Linked DNA regions of Mus musculus: all the other regions are linked to region 2. Evidence: chromatin contacts called from public HiChIP or PLAC-seq, capture Hi-C and promoter capture Hi-C data. All regions are on one chromosome and are shown on one strand. The core of a region is the stretch at or near the end of the contact, and the rest is flanking DNA. Distances in the headings are between cores, read along the strand shown.

Region 1 (2,700 bases), core at 81-2,580, 650 kb before region 2:
GGAACTATGTACCTGCCCACCCCAAGTGTCTGATTCAGATTGGGATGTGGCCCAGATGTGGGTAGATGTGGGTAGTTCTTTTCTTCCTTTCTTCCATTCTTTCTCCTCCTCCTCCTCCTCCTTCTCCTCCTCCCCCTCCCCCTCCCCCTCCTCCTCCTTCTCCTTTTAAGATTTATTATATATATATATGAGTACACCATTGCTCTCTTCAGATACACCAGAAGAGGGCATCAGATCCCATTACAGATGGTTGTGAGCCACCATGTGGTTGCTGGGAATTGAACTAAGGACCTTGGGGAGAGCAGTTCAGTGCTCTTACCCACTGAGCTGTCTCTCCAGCCCCATGGGTAGTTCTTCAAGGTCCACAGAGGTGCTGGTACATGATCAGGGCACATCGGGTCCATGCACTGGGTACCCTTCCCCACTCTCAGCATCTGTTTTTGCACGTATTGGTTGGCAAATACCAAGTTGTCATCATTAGCCCAACTGCCTTCACTTTACTCCCGGCTACAAATTTAGCTGCTTCTGGGGCATTTCTAGCAGGAGAGTCCACAGACCCTTCTAATTCAGCATGTCCAACACTGGTTTCACATGTCCCCCTCCCCCAACCGCCAACCCCACATCTGACCCTCTCCTAGGGAAAGCCAGTTCCTAGAATTTTACCACCTCACTTTGTCCAATCAGGCAAAAAGGAATGTAGGGGATTGGGTCCTGGAACCCCCAACTCCCCACAACCCTGCTCAGGGTTTATCTTATTGTCCCCAGCAGCCTGCATCCCTCTTCTGTCTTGCTTGTCTCAAAACCACACTCTCTCCAGTGCAGGCATTCAACGAAAATGACCACACTCAGACTAGGTCAGTAGTTTCCAGCATCTTCGTGATGAACTCCAGACTAGTTGGTAGAACAATTCTGATCATGGCCATCAACCAACCTCCAGACACCTGCCAAATTGCCTCATCGCATCTCAGACTCCAGTTCAATACTCTGAGGTCCTCTGATTCTTCATCCCTGGTCGCACCCACCCCCCACCCCCAACACACACACAATCATTCACTGCCTTCACTGGATGTGCGCGAGTCCCTCTGAGGCCCCGACCCTAAAACTGAGCAAACAGGGTATCCTTGGACCGTGGGAGCCCAACGCAGAGCCCTGTCGCTCCGAGGCAGCTGAACCTTCTGAGGGTCCCGGAGTCACCACTTGAGGATACAGAGTAGCTAGCCAGAACCCCCATGTCTGCGCAGCCCAAGTTGGAACTCTCCTTCAGGCTGCCCCTCCTTCGCCGCCCTCCCTCGCGCTCTCCCGCCCTCGGCCAGGCCTCCCAGTTCCCTACTTTGCTTGACTACCAACTTCGAATTCCCAGTTTCAGCGTCTCGCTGCAGCCCGCGATCTCTACTCTGCCTCCTGGGGTCTTCTCCAAATGTCTAGCCCCCACCTAGAGGGACCTAGCCTAGCCAGCGGGGACCGGATCCGGAGGGTGGAGCGGCCAGGTGAGCCCTGAAAGGTGGGGCGGGGCGGGGGCGCTCTGGGCCCCACCCCGGGATCTGGTGACGCCGGGGCTGGAATTTGACACCGGACGGCGGCGGGCAGGAGGCTGCTGAGGGATGGAGTTGGGCTCGGCCCCCAGATGCGGCCCGCGGGCTCTGCCAGCAACAAGTCCCTCGGGCCCCAGCCCTCGCTGCGACTGGGGCTTGGAGCCCTGCACCCAAGGTAAGCCAGCCTTCTTGCCCATCCCCTTGATGGACGCTCAAAGGGCAGGAGAAAGGGCAGAAAGGTCTTCCTCCCCACTTTTCTCTCAGCCTCTCTCTTCTGGGCCCTCAGCGCAGCTCTTTGCCCCTCCCAGCCCCTCCAGTTCTTGTCGCTAGCTTCTTGGACTGTGTTAACCCTCCTGGCTGGCTGTAATGTGAGGCTCCCGCTGCCGCCACAGGGCACAGACCGGCTGCCAAGGCCCCACTTTTAACTAAAAGAGGCGCTGCCAGGTGCACAACTCTGGGCATGATCCACTTGAGCTTCGGGGGAAAGCCCAGCACTGGTCCCAGGAGAGGCGCCTAGAAGGACACGGACCAGGACCCCTTTGGTGAGTATAGGGCTGGTGGATAGGGGTGGCAAGGGCTGGAGGACCAAATATCCCAAATGGTAAGAAAGGAGAAATTGGTCAGAGCTGTCCTCGAGGGACTTGCTCCTAGGCTCCCCCTAGCGCAGATATCCCAGGGCTGCCTTGTCTGACTTTCCCTCCATCTGAGAGAATAGTAGCCAGTCTGGTCTCTAGGGATTTTAATCTAGTTAGCCAACGGGCACACGCCTAGCTCTGGAGGAACTAGATAAAGGCCTGGGAGGTGTGTGTCTTATCCTGGAGTCATCATATGTCGCTCCCCCTCTCCATGTATTCTGTGTGCCAGCAAAAGGATGGAGGGTTACATCTGGGACCCAAGAAGAGACTAACTAATGAGAATTCTTAAAAGTTCTAGGGGTCCAAGAGCAGTGGTTCACAAAGACTGGAGGTGCGGGCTGGGGTCAGGAAGGATGGTTTATGGGGGAAACTCCTAGGAGCAAGGCTAGGGGGCCAGATCCACAGGAGGCAGATGGTCCAGGCTTGGGCCGGATCTCGGAGTGGTTCAGCCCTCTGAGACCAGGTTGGTGTGAAGGACTAGCTGGTCCTTCTGGCAATGGCTCAGACCTAAATGTGCAGAGCGTGTGCAAAAG
Region 2 (2,700 bases), core at 36-2,535:
TCTCCCCAATCGCTGCCGAAGAGTCTTCAGGGCCCTACCCGTCTCTGCTCCCTTCCTAGCTCCTGAGACAAGGGTTGGCTCCCTAGATGAGACAGAAGAATTGGTTAGGTGCCCAGGGTCAGTGTCCTCTTGTCAAGCTCTGTCACCATGGGCAAGAGAAAGAGGTACCTGCTTCTTGGCTTCTAACTCTTTCTGTGTAAAGCACAGCTGGCACTGCAGTTTGTGGTCATTAAGAGAGCCAGGCTGCATCCCATCTGCCTCCTGTTTTTCTGGGCAACACCCTTGAGATGGCCACTGTGTGTGGTCTTTGGGGGATCTCTCAGCAGGCTCGAAGGAGGGCCTTTGCCTCCGTAGAGCCATGACACCTGGTCTCCGGTGAGATCAAGTCTCTGCAGTGCCATCCAGTGCAGATGGGCACTGTGCCTCTGAGCTTGTTGCATGGTGCCCACCAGTCTGAAGACAAGTCAGAGCGTAAATCAGGAGGGTTAAACCAAACTGTTGCCACCCCCTAGGTAAGCAGCCTTAGTTGTCATTGCACAGAGCATTTCTGTCCTGGGGCTCTAGCAGGTCTGAAGCCTCTCAAGAATGAAGGATGGCGCTCATGAGCCCAGGAATGAGGCACATGGATGCTAGGGTGTGTGACCAGGTTTAGAAGGCAGTCTTGCTGAGTCAGTTCTGGAAGGCTGTTCTAGATTAGCTCTGCTGTCAGTTGCAACTGTTCACACCAACTGCAGCTGCTGCTTAGGTTTCTTGGCAAGGAACAGGACCCTGTGGCTCTTGGGCTCCTGGAGTGTCTGAATGGGTCAGGCTGCACAGGGCCCACTGCTTAAGCAAAGCCATTTCTGCATGGGATGTGCCAGCAGATGGGTGTCAGAGGCTCTCGGGCCTCGGGTAGGTATCATCTTTCTGGGTGTGTTTACACTGCGAGGTTGATCCTTTCAAGAATTCCTGAGGAGAGTTCAAAGAGGGCTTTTCTTTGAGCGATTTGGAGAGCGAGAATGAGACTTGAAGAGGGAATGGGGCCGGAGGGGCCTTTATCTGCAGAGAATTGCTCCAGCTTTCCTGATAGAAGCTGCTGCCGCCTCTTAAACAGCTTAGTGCAGTCAAAAGACAGGCTAACTTGAAAGGCTGTTTTACAGCGAGATCAGCGGGGGCCACGAGGCAGAAAGTGGAGCCTCCTCAATGGGAGGGGCTATCAAAGAGAGGCCCTGGCTGATCCTGACTGCCTCTGCCCCTGAAGCCCATCTGCAAAAGCTGGCCATCTGTCAGCCGACCCTCCCTGGCCAGGACCAATAGGCCCAACTCTTGGGGGGGGGGGTTGGGTGTGGCCCTGCCAGGCTGCTGGTGTCAGTGCAGTGCATTGATCGCCGCCGGGCGGGCTGGGCCGCAAGCTGGGCAGCTCCTGCTTAATGTGATTGAAAGGCAGTTAAAATGGCGGTGACCTTTTCAGGAGGAATTAGATTGCCTGCCAAGACCGGTTAGAGGGAGTGATAACGCCAGCCGAAGAAGCTGCCCGGCCGACTTCAGAGAGGGAGGCAGAGGCAGGATGAGCAGGAGAGTAGCGAGGCCCATTTAAGCCGTCCTGTGCATGCTGACAGCAGAGATTGCTGTCCTTGTTAGATATGAAAGAGTTGAAGAACTGTGATAAGTCCCTGCATCCCTTCATTCCTCTGTCCCCCCTCCCAGACTAGGGTCCCCTCGTCATCCTCAACAGAGCTTCCTACATGGTCAGACCGGCTGCCTTGAATGTAATCTAGGCAGTGGTCTAGCAAGAGTCATGGTGAAGACACTTGGCTCAGAAGAACAGGCTGTGAGCTTGAGAGCCTGGGGTTAATGACAAGGAGGGTCAATGTCTCAGGACAAAAGAGAGCAAGAGAACGTCGAGGGAGGTCGGTCTACAAATAGATTCTTATTTATTTAGAGAGGAGATCTCACTATGTCACCCCAGCTGACCTGGAACTCGCTGTGTAGACCACACTGGCCTCAGACTCGAGTTTCATCTGCCTCTGCCTCCCAGTACAAACAGATTAAGAAACAGAAATAAAGCCTGGGGAAATGAGGAAAGTCTTGTAGAGAGCAGCTCGTCTGACCCTCGGGTCTCAGAGCACTCTGGGCTGTGCACTCCGCTGCCGCCTGCTCACTTGAAACCTCAGGTCTTTTGCACTGCTCGTGGTGTTGCATATGGGCAGAACCCAGGGCCCAGTGCTTCATCTAAAGATACAACAATTAGGGTAAAAGGTGCTTTTCTGGGATACTCTGCCAAACCTAGGCAGAAGAGATGTCTTCAGGCTAGAGAAATGGGCCACAAGGGAGGCAGCCTTGGGATAACTGTGACCATGTGACCTCCATCCTCAAGGAGCCATGTGACCAATGAGTAAGGGCTCGATTTTCCTCTTATTCCCTACCTCCTCTGTCTTAGAGGTGTGGGGTGCTGGGCTGTAAGTCCTCCCTTGTATCGGTTGCCAGTAAGAATTCACTTGTCCAGACTTGGGGAAGCCAGAACTCAGTACAACTAGAAGGATCAGTCTGCTCAAAAGGATGTGGAAAAGATTAGTTTTAAATAAGGTGGCTGTTATGTTGTGGGCCAGGAGTGGTAAGATGGTTCACTTCCCAGGATGATGCTCAGGAAGTGGCAAGTGTGTGCACCTTTGTCTTTGAGCCCTGGCTGAAGCCCCTTTCAGGGTGACGTAGGTTAGAGAC
Region 3 (2,700 bases), core at 7-2,506, 600 kb before region 2:
TCTGTCCGTCTGTCCACCCACTGGCCTGCTGGTTCTGGTCTTGTCACTGGTCACTGTCCCTGCCTGATTTGTCCTGTTTTTCCTTTGCAGACCTCCAGAGTGAAGATGGGTGACTAGATGACCTGTATGGGTGGGGCCGTGCCCTACTGTTATTTATTGCTGGTTTTCCTGGGACAGCTGGAGCTGTGTCCCTCAGCCTTTCTGGGGCTTGGTGTTCAGGGTCTCCCCTGCACTCACCTCTTGCTGCCTGTTGACTCTGGAGGCATTGCAGTCCAGACTGAACCCCAGTGTGGGGAGTGGGCTGCTGATGGTGACTGTGTACAGCTGTGCACCTGTGCCCCCCTCAACCCCCATCCAGCCCATCTTCCTAGTGTTTGTGAAATAAACTTGGTATTTGTCCCAGTCAGTGAGGCTTCTGTTGGCCCCTTGCGACACCTTTCACAAAGGAAGGGGAGGACCTGTTCACTCACTCCAACCTCCTGTAACTTTCTGTCTACACATCATCTCTGCTCTGGACCTTGCTGGCTCCTGGGTGGCAGATCAGGGTGCTAGGCTGGCTGTAATGCTGGCACCTCTTCATTGAAGAGTCTGGGCTCTGAGATCCTCCTAGCCCTATGTCTTTGGACCCCTGTGCACTAGACCCAAACTCACTACAGCTAATTCTCCTCTCTGTCGCTATACTCCTGAAACTCCCCGCACCTGGATTTTCCTGGAGAACAGTGTTTTACATTTGATAGTCCAGTATGAACACCTAACCCTTCCAGAAACCTCTTCTATGGTCTTAGTTCCTAGGGCCTTGTTCAGCTCCGCCTATTCCTATACAATTCTTGATTCCAACACCACCCTAAATCTTACCCAACCTGCTTTTACCTAATAAGTCCTTTTCAGTCAACACCTTTAGGGGTCTTACCCAGCAGGCAGCCCTGGTTGGCTGACCTTGACTCATGCTCCCAGGAAAGAGTTGGCAAGGCCCTAACCCTCTGAATTGCCCACTATCCAGACCCCGTCCCAAATACCTGAAGGGCCTTAGCCATCCGGCTCCTGGTCTCTTCCCATCCCTAAAGCAAGCTGATGGAGGAACCTGATGGATTCCTGCGTCCTTCCTGGGTCTCAGGCATCCGCAAACGCACCTCCCCGCTGGCTGGGCCGCGCAGGGCCAACGGCAGGGGCGGGCGGCGGAGCGGCGCGCGGCGCGTGCGGGCGCACTGGAGGCGGGGGCCGCGGGGGCGCGCGCGCGGGCGCGCCGGCCTGGCCTGCCCCTCCGAGGAGCCGTAGCGCGGGAGGGAGGCGGCAGCGCAGTGGTCCGTCGGTCCGCCGGTCCGTGGGTCTGCCGGGCCCCGCCCTGCCTCCCGGGGCGGCTCGGCTCCATGGCCCGCGGCGGCGGCGGGAGGTGGCCCCGGAGCCTCGGGGACCGCTGACCGGGCGGTGGGGCCGGGCCATGGGGGACAGAGCCGTCCACAGCTGCTGGAGCCGGGATCCCTACCCGAGCTGGAGCGGCGCCCCCTGCTGAGCCCCGAGCGCTGCGAGAGAGGAGGGCGCGCGCGGCCCCCCACCCAGGGCCCCGACATTCCAGACCCGGCCCGGCTAGGGGGCCGCCCGCGCGCCGTCACAGATCCCAGCCCAGGACCCGGTGAGCGAGGCACCGGCGCTGCCCCCGGCCTGGCTGCACCCCACCCTACCCCCATCCCGCTAGCCTCCTGGGCTCCGGCGTCCGCCCCCATCCGGCCTCCCTCATTGTCCTCGCTCGCCCCGGCCTTGTGTCTCGCAGAGGCGCTCGGCCCCGGCCCCACTTCCACATCCCCCACTGCATGCACCCCTCCCCAGGGCTCCACACCCACCTGTCCTACTGCCTCCCCCGTCCCGAGGTGCCACGTGTTCAGCCTCCCAGCCCCGCCCAGACGCACCCCTCAGTTTGGTGGCTAGCCTGACCCAGAGCCCCTGCCCTGGAGGGAGGGGTTGGGAATACTTGCACGTGGGTCTGGGTGTATGGCTACGCTTGTATAAGTCCGAGCCGCGGTTTGTTGATATATGTGGCTCCGTATGTTACTGTCACCCCAAGTGTGTCTAGCTCTATATGTAGGTCTCTGTGTGTCCCTTGAGTGTGGATGCCGACTGCTGGTACTAAAGCAGTCTATGTGATTTTGTGACTGTTTGAGATATTCTGCTCTCAGGAGCATGGCCAGAAGTATTTTTTGACCTTTTGGAACTACAGGGGAGACCTGGTTCGAGCAAGGGCACCCCCAGCCCCCACCACCTCTGCCAGTGTATGAACTTTACTCCTCTAGGGTCCAAGTGTACCCCATTTCAGGAATCAGAACTAGCTTTGCTAATCAGGCTCCAGAGCTAGCTAGCTAGCCTGAAATCTTAGGTGAGGGGCTCTCTATTGCTTGCCCCACGGGGTATGCTCTTGCCCCTTGTTCCAGTGGGAAGGACCTGTTTAAACATCTCTCCTTTTTGGGTGGAGGGCACTCTTGAGTGCTGAAGGCTCCTTCTCAGCCTGGTCCTAGTTGGCTAGGCCTGCTTGCTGTTGGGACCTGAGTGCTCAAACTGGCCATGGGTCTAAGTGACTTCCCTTCATGGCCCTCGGAAGGACTAAATGAAGTCATAGTATAAAGAATTCCTTACGTGATGGGCACTCAGTAAGTGATCCATTCTCTAAACCATGTGTCCTGTGTTGAGGATTCTGTCCTGTGATGTTGC
Region 4 (2,700 bases), core at 199-2,698, 850 kb before region 2:
AAGAGAGAAGAGTTTCACAGATGTTTTTTCACAGCTAAATCCTTGGAGCCAAGGAAAGAAGGTTGCCCCTCTGTTCTTCACTCGGGGATTTTCAGGGGAAAATGGCTGGGGCTGAGCGTTCGTGGAAGAGAGGAAAACTTAACTTCCTCAGGCACCCGTAGTTCCTCCCCATGAGTCTCATTACCTCAGCCTTGCTAAAGGACCGGATAATCTCGTGCCTGGTGTAATCCCAGCTCTATGGGAGTTGAGGATTGAATTCAAGCCTTTGAATGTTTGAGGCAAACGTACTACTGCCAAGCTATACCCGACAGCCCTCTCTACTTTTTTGTCCCTAAGAAGAGCCCACTGTGGGATGGAGAGATAGTTTAGCCCTTAAGAATACTTTTCTGGGGAACCCAGGTTCAGTTGTCACTGTCCACTTGGTGGCTTGCAACTGTCTGTAACTCTAGTTCCAGGGGCTATGAGGCCTTCTGGGATACACAGGCACTGGGACATACATTCATGCAGACACTAAAACAAAAACAAAATAAACCAAAACAAAACCCAAAGATACTGAGACCCACAAAGTTGTTGAATGTTTAATCCTGCTTCAGTTTAGAGAGTAGTTAAGTACGTACCACCACTACCATGATTAGTTAAGTCAACCATTCAAAAATATTTTTGGCCTATTATAAGAAAATTCCCAGTTCATAAAAAGCTATGGGACTTTCCCAAGTCTCATAAAACTGGCCTGTGGTTTTGTTTTTGTTTTTTTTTTTTTTTCTGGTGCTGGGGATGGCCTGGGGCTTTAAACTTGCTCAACTTCAAAGTTGGGTCTGCCTTAGGCACTTCCTGGCCAGTGTAGTCTAGTCTGGGTTCATGACCCACCACAGCCAAAGACTGCACTTCAGCTTTTTGCCAAAGCAGAAACTTATGTCTTGTATACCTTGTATAAGATTGGCATCTGAGAGTGCCAAGTTATGTCCCCACCTCCTCTTTGGGAAAATTCTGTATTAAATTCTGCCTTAGGATAATGCACTCCGCTGCAGAATGAGGGCGCGACCTCCTGAACTGGGTATGTGGGGTGGCTTTGTGGCCTATCTGCGACCTTTCTTCGAGGTCACGCCTGAACTTAGCAGGCCTCTTACCCTCACGGGATTGGATAGGGCTTCAGAAGGCGTTCTAGAGGTTACCACCAGCGTCAGGGGCTGACAGCAGAGTGGTGAAGTAGGGACAGAAGACTTCCTCTGGGAAGCAGAGGAAACCTGACCGCAGCCGGGCAGCCCCACGCACCGCAGCTCCACGCAGCGCTCCTCCCAAGCCCCAGCTATAGCCCGGGGATGGGGAGGGGATGGATTCGGCCTCTGGCTTCCATTGGGTCTCCGGGGTCCGGGCCCGCCCAACCCTGCGGCGAAGCCTCGCATTGGCCTGCCTGGCGCCCCGCCCGGTTCCGGTGCTCCCATTGGCTGCTGATGCCCGACCCCCGGCGCGGCCGCCGAGGCGGACCGCAGGATTGGTGGTCCCGCCGCTGCGTCCCCACCATGGCGGCGCCCGTGCAGCTTGCCGCGTCCTGGGCTCCCTCTGGGGTCCCCTCGGCTGTCCCCGCTATTCGCGCTGCAATTGCCTCCGCGCTCTGCGTGCGCCCTGGCGCCACCCGCCCCCGGCCTCCCTCTCTGCTGCGGTAAGGCCTGCCCTGCGTCCCCGAAGCAGCTCTCGGCCGCCGCGCCCCTCCCCCGGCCAGACCGGCCCGAGCCGCGCTGGGGACCAAAGCCCGGGCCCGGGTGGGGGCCAGGCCTGCCAGAGGGCCGCGCGAGCCGGGCCGAGCGCGCCGAGGTCACCTGTGTGCAGTGTCCCAGGCGCGCGAGTCTGAGCGCAAAGGAGGGTCACGGTCACCCGGGACCCGCTGTGGGACAAGCGCAAGAAAGTCCGGGGAAAGCCTAGCGGGAGTCACCAAGAGTAGCGGTTGTCATCTCTGCCTTCCCCGGGGCCAGATCCTCCTCGGAGCGACCGGGTCAGTTTATCAAAGTACGTCTTCTCGCTACCCTTTCTTCTGGAGTGCTTCCTCATTGTCTTCTCAGTGGTCTTGTTTGCGAGAGAAAAGCTTAGTGAGGACGGTAGATTTGGTTAGGCGGATGTCCCACAGATGTGTTTAGACTCCTTTTTACAGTAGCACCCATTTTTATGATTCCTCAATAAATTTAATTTTTGTCTGTTTCTCTAGAGTACGGGGAGGTGGTAAAACTGAGTCACTGTAATTAACCTAGGGAGTGACCGATGAAGGGAGCCGGCTGCTATCCCAGAAAGCAAAGAGTGCTTAACACATTTCTCTGAGGTCCTTTGAATTATTAGCACTATAGATAATGGGCTGAGAAGGAAGGAAAAGCCACGAGTTAGAGTTAGGTTCCTGACATGTAGCACAGTAGACATCATGACAATTCCACTTGTGTCCCTAAACTTTCAATTAAAGACTCAGAGGAATTGGATCCCGGGGTAGTAGGTGCACACCTGTAATAGCACTCAGAAGCTGAAGCAGGAGGATTGCTTCAGAGGCCAGCCTGGGCTACATAGAATAATAAAACCGTGTCAACAAGAGCCACATAGCAAGACCCAGTCTCAAAAGACTGAAGAAAGGAAAAGAAGAAAGATTGGAGGATTAAAAATTGGAGTAAAACCTTATGACCAGATGGGAGTTTCATATAGTCTCCTAAAATAACAGACATT
Region 5 (2,700 bases), core at 120-2,619, 950 kb before region 2:
CCCTAAAGTTAGCTGTACGTGCCTAAGCCAGGCGCTGTTGCTCCATATCTGACTCTCTTCTCTGCCTGGCCCCTAGTGCCTAGCGGGCCACCACGGAAGGTAGAGGTTGAGCCTCTGAACTCCACTGCTGTGCATGTCTCCTGGAAGCTGCCCGTCCCCAACAAGCAGCACGGACAGATTCGTGGCTACCAGGTCACCTATGTGCGGTTGGAGAATGGTGAGCCCCGAGGCCAACCCATCATCCAGGATGTCATGCTGGCTGAGGCTCAGGTATGTCATTGACGGTGCTAGGTGGCAGGGTAAACAGTGACCAGTGTGTCACAGTGACCCCCTAGAGCCCAGATTTGTCCCTCCAATGCCTGCCCTCAGAGGTGGTTATGCCTTTTATGGTCATTGGAGCTGCCTTGGACTGTCTGGGCAGGAGTTATTGAGATCGGGAGGTGAGGCTCATGTTCCAGAGACTTTGTTCTTCTGTTAGGATTGTTAAGCTGTGCTAACCTAGGTCCTGCTACCCCCTCCACCCAGGTAGCAGTCTTAGTTGCCAGTGCTCACGGGGCTGCTCCCAAAGACCCCCAGGCTCCTTGCACAGCACACTGGCTTCATCCTTGTGGTTTGCAGAAAGCACATTTGCTGTGGCTTTGAGCTGAACTGCTGTCCCAGGCAATACTGTTCTTAGCATCACCTGGACTGCACAGCCAGGGGCAGACAAGACTTTTCTCCATCCTCCATGGCCTCAAGCCAGTGACTGAGGCAAAGCTCTGCAAATAATGACCTGAGTGTCACTCTGCTCTTGACCTGAGTGTTTCTCTCCAGGGCTGGACCTGCCAGCCCTTTTCTGTTGGAAGCTTCTGTCTTCCTGGGGCATCTGCCCACAGGCTTACAGTGAGGTCAGTATTCTGACCCCCACCTTGCTAGTCCATCAAGGAGCACCGAATACTGTGAGATTATATGTGTGGCCAGAATGAGCCAGCATGTAGGTGGCAGGGATTGGAGAGGAACCAAGTCTCTACCCTGGGAAAGGACTAATCAAGTATAGGAAAAACTGTGTTGTCTGTCCTTGGTCTCCCTGTCTAGAACCAGGTCCTGATGATTCTTGGGCCAGCTTCAAGTCCCAACAGAAAGATCCTAGATTCCCTCCCCAACCAAGTGGGAACCCCATATTCTGCAGGCTGTGCTGAGGGATGAACCCCCACACAGACAAACTGCTTTCATACCTTTGGCTAAGCTCCACCCTCTGAGCCAAAATTCTTTTCTACCCAGAGGGTACCCTCTTTCTTCTCCCAACCTGTCTATGCTGAAGGACCCAAGGGTGGGGGAGGTGGGTGTGTTCATCAGCCTGCATTCCTGGGGCAGGTTGAGGGCTCCTCACAAAGTCTCAGCAGACACACCCGCTCAGAAACATCCAGAGAATGACTCCATCCAGCCCCTCCCATCCTAGGAGTCTGGCGCCACAGCTGCAGCCTCTGTGGTTTCAGGAAAGTCACTTCGAGTACTTTTGTGTGCTGGTCCCCAAGAGTTTGAAGGGGGTTGGGTAATAAGACCAGGGACATTGTCCCCATATTTGTGTTCTTTACAAGGAATATGCCCAAGCAGGCTCCAGGGAGGCCACGGAAGACAAGGCCTGCCCTTGTAGCCTTCCACCCCCTGGGACTTTGTCATTCTGCTTTGGGCCAGTGGGAGACCAGATGGTGCACTTATCCAGCCTGGCCCCAGGGCCTAGGTATCCCCTGTGTGACTCTTTTCAAGGACACCCCAGCCTGCCCTTATCCACCCAATAGAACCATCTGTGCAGCCCTGGGCCCCAGTAAGATCAGAAAGAAGCATGTGGTGTGTATCCCCACCAGATGTGCATAGCCCAGCCTGCCTCCCCTGTGCTCCCTCTAGATGAGACTCGCCACCCTCCGCCCCCTTTTTGTCCCTTCCTTTTGTCTTTTCTCTCACTGTAGGAGTTTAGTCTAGCTACTCTCCATCCCCTTTTCCTTCTCTCCTCTCCCTACTCCTCTTACAGCCTCTTCCTTTCCCACCTACCCCTCTGTCTTTTTCCTCTCACTACCTGACATAGGAGGGGCTACCTGCGATAGCTTCACACCAGGGCTCCCCTCAAGTAAGGAATCCTAACTAGACCTGGTTCCAGCCCGCTCTGATAATTCCAGGACTCTATAGCCTCTCTATATTCTGTCGCAAAGACTGTGACAGAACTGTCTCAAATAGCAGGAGCTCAGGCCACTCCAGCACCAGGCTAGTGGACAGGCCAGACCAGCTTATATGAGGGTGATCTGGCTAGAGGACTCCAAACAGGGCCTGTCCCTCACTAGCCAACTCCTAGTTTCAAGACCACAAGGCTTCACATTAGAGTCCTCACTCCATATACCTGTTCACCCAGCATACCAGTGCACGCTGGCATTAGAATTTACCACTGCCAGCCAAGAAACTAGTTTTCCTATTTTGACTCCAGGCACCTGTAGAATCGAAATCAGGGGTGTGGGGTCTCCTTGTGGCTTTGGGGTAATGCCCAGGCTCTGAGCTGGCTACTTACCCTTTATTATCTCTCTGGCAAGCCTGACTCTTGGCCCACTCCAGCGGTAAGTCCAGCACTTGTGTTCTAGGACACTCAGCTCAGGTGACTCTAATTTAGTGTCTCAGCTGAAAGCAGGATGCATGGATGGATGGATAAGTGGATGGATGGATAGGTAGGTAGAA

What was found. Promoter capture Hi-C pulls out the DNA fragments that hold promoters and counts their contacts. HiChIP or PLAC-seq counts read pairs in DNA pulled down with a chosen protein or histone mark. Capture Hi-C pulls out chosen DNA fragments and counts their contacts.
Region 1: a contact with region 2 is called in an H3K27ac HiChIP or PLAC-seq map of embryonic stem cells, with 3 times the contacts expected there. The contact joins the promoter of Artn here to the enhancer-like site in region 2. A contact is called at or near these places in 1 of 39 promoter capture datasets (hippocampal neurons) and 2 of 115 datasets of contacts at active chromatin or transcription factors (embryonic stem cells and pancreatic cancer cells).
Region 3: a contact with region 2 is called in a promoter capture Hi-C map of embryonic stem cells, with 4 times the contacts expected there. The contact joins the promoter of B4galt2 here to the enhancer-like site in region 2. A contact is called at or near these places in 14 of 39 promoter capture datasets (3T3-L1-derived adipocytes, the C10 cell line, the HPC-7 cell line and 8 more), 1 of 484 Hi-C or Micro-C datasets (CD4 T cells), 8 of 115 datasets of contacts at active chromatin or transcription factors (astrocytes, bone marrow-derived macrophages, embryonic forebrain and 3 more) and 2 of 9 other capture datasets (embryonic stem cells and liver).
Region 4: a contact with region 2 is called in a promoter capture Hi-C map of embryonic stem cells, with 2.8 times the contacts expected there. The contact joins the promoter of St3gal3 here to the enhancer-like site in region 2. A contact is called at or near these places in 10 of 39 promoter capture datasets (the 3T3-L1 cell line, 3T3-L1-derived adipocytes, the C10 cell line and 6 more), 1 of 484 Hi-C or Micro-C datasets (embryonic stem cells), 1 of 115 datasets of contacts at active chromatin or transcription factors (embryonic limb bud) and 1 of 9 other capture datasets (macrophages).
Region 5: a capture Hi-C map of embryonic stem cells shows a contact between it and region 2, with 3 times the contacts expected there. The contact joins two enhancer-like sites. A contact is called at or near these places in 1 of 115 datasets of contacts at active chromatin or transcription factors (embryonic stem cells) and 1 of 9 other capture datasets (embryonic stem cells).

The regions. Positions count from the first base shown.
Region 1 is chr4:117,928,393-117,931,092 of GRCm38.p6, reverse strand. Artn (artemin) reads left to right here and starts at 1,330. Exons shown (of 5, transcript NM_009711.4): 1 at 1,330-1,707; 2 at 1,841-2,074.
Region 2 is chr4:117,282,091-117,284,790 of GRCm38.p6, reverse strand. All of the region lies in intron 8 of Rnf220 (ring finger protein 220), which reads left to right. Among named protein-coding and RNA genes, the nearest start is that of Gm12843, 5.9 kb to the left of the region's middle. Within about 2 kb of position 1,285, at least 55 of the 459 cell types and tissues checked have an H3K27ac peak or open chromatin away from gene starts, as enhancers often do. A contact at or near this core is called in embryonic stem cells and forebrain, where this site is marked.
Region 3 is chr4:117,882,032-117,884,731 of GRCm38.p6, reverse strand. It overlaps B4galt2 (UDP-Gal:betaGlcNAc beta 1,4- galactosyltransferase, polypeptide 2), which reads left to right and starts at 1,256. Exons shown (of 8, transcript NM_017377.5): 1 at 1,256-1,630. It overlaps Atp6v0b (ATPase, H+ transporting, lysosomal V0 subunit B), which reads left to right. Exons shown (of 8, transcript NM_033617.3): 8 at 91-402. The coding sequence ends at 117. Gm12841 (predicted gene 12841) reads right to left here and starts at 1,182. Exons shown (of 4, transcript NR_168719.1): 1 at 1,017-1,182.
Region 4 is chr4:118,133,694-118,136,393 of GRCm38.p6, reverse strand. St3gal3 (ST3 beta-galactoside alpha-2,3-sialyltransferase 3) reads left to right here and starts at 1,448. Exons shown (of 12, transcript NM_009176.5): 1 at 1,448-2,004.
Region 5 is chr4:118,228,265-118,230,964 of GRCm38.p6, reverse strand. Ptprf (protein tyrosine phosphatase, receptor type, F) reads left to right here. Exons shown (of 33, transcript NM_011213.2): 13 at 77-270. Among named protein-coding and RNA genes, the nearest start is that of Mir7226, 19 kb to the right of the region's middle. Within about 2 kb of position 1,369, at least 43 of the 459 cell types and tissues checked have an H3K27ac peak or open chromatin away from gene starts, as enhancers often do. A contact at or near this core is called in embryonic stem cells, where this site is marked.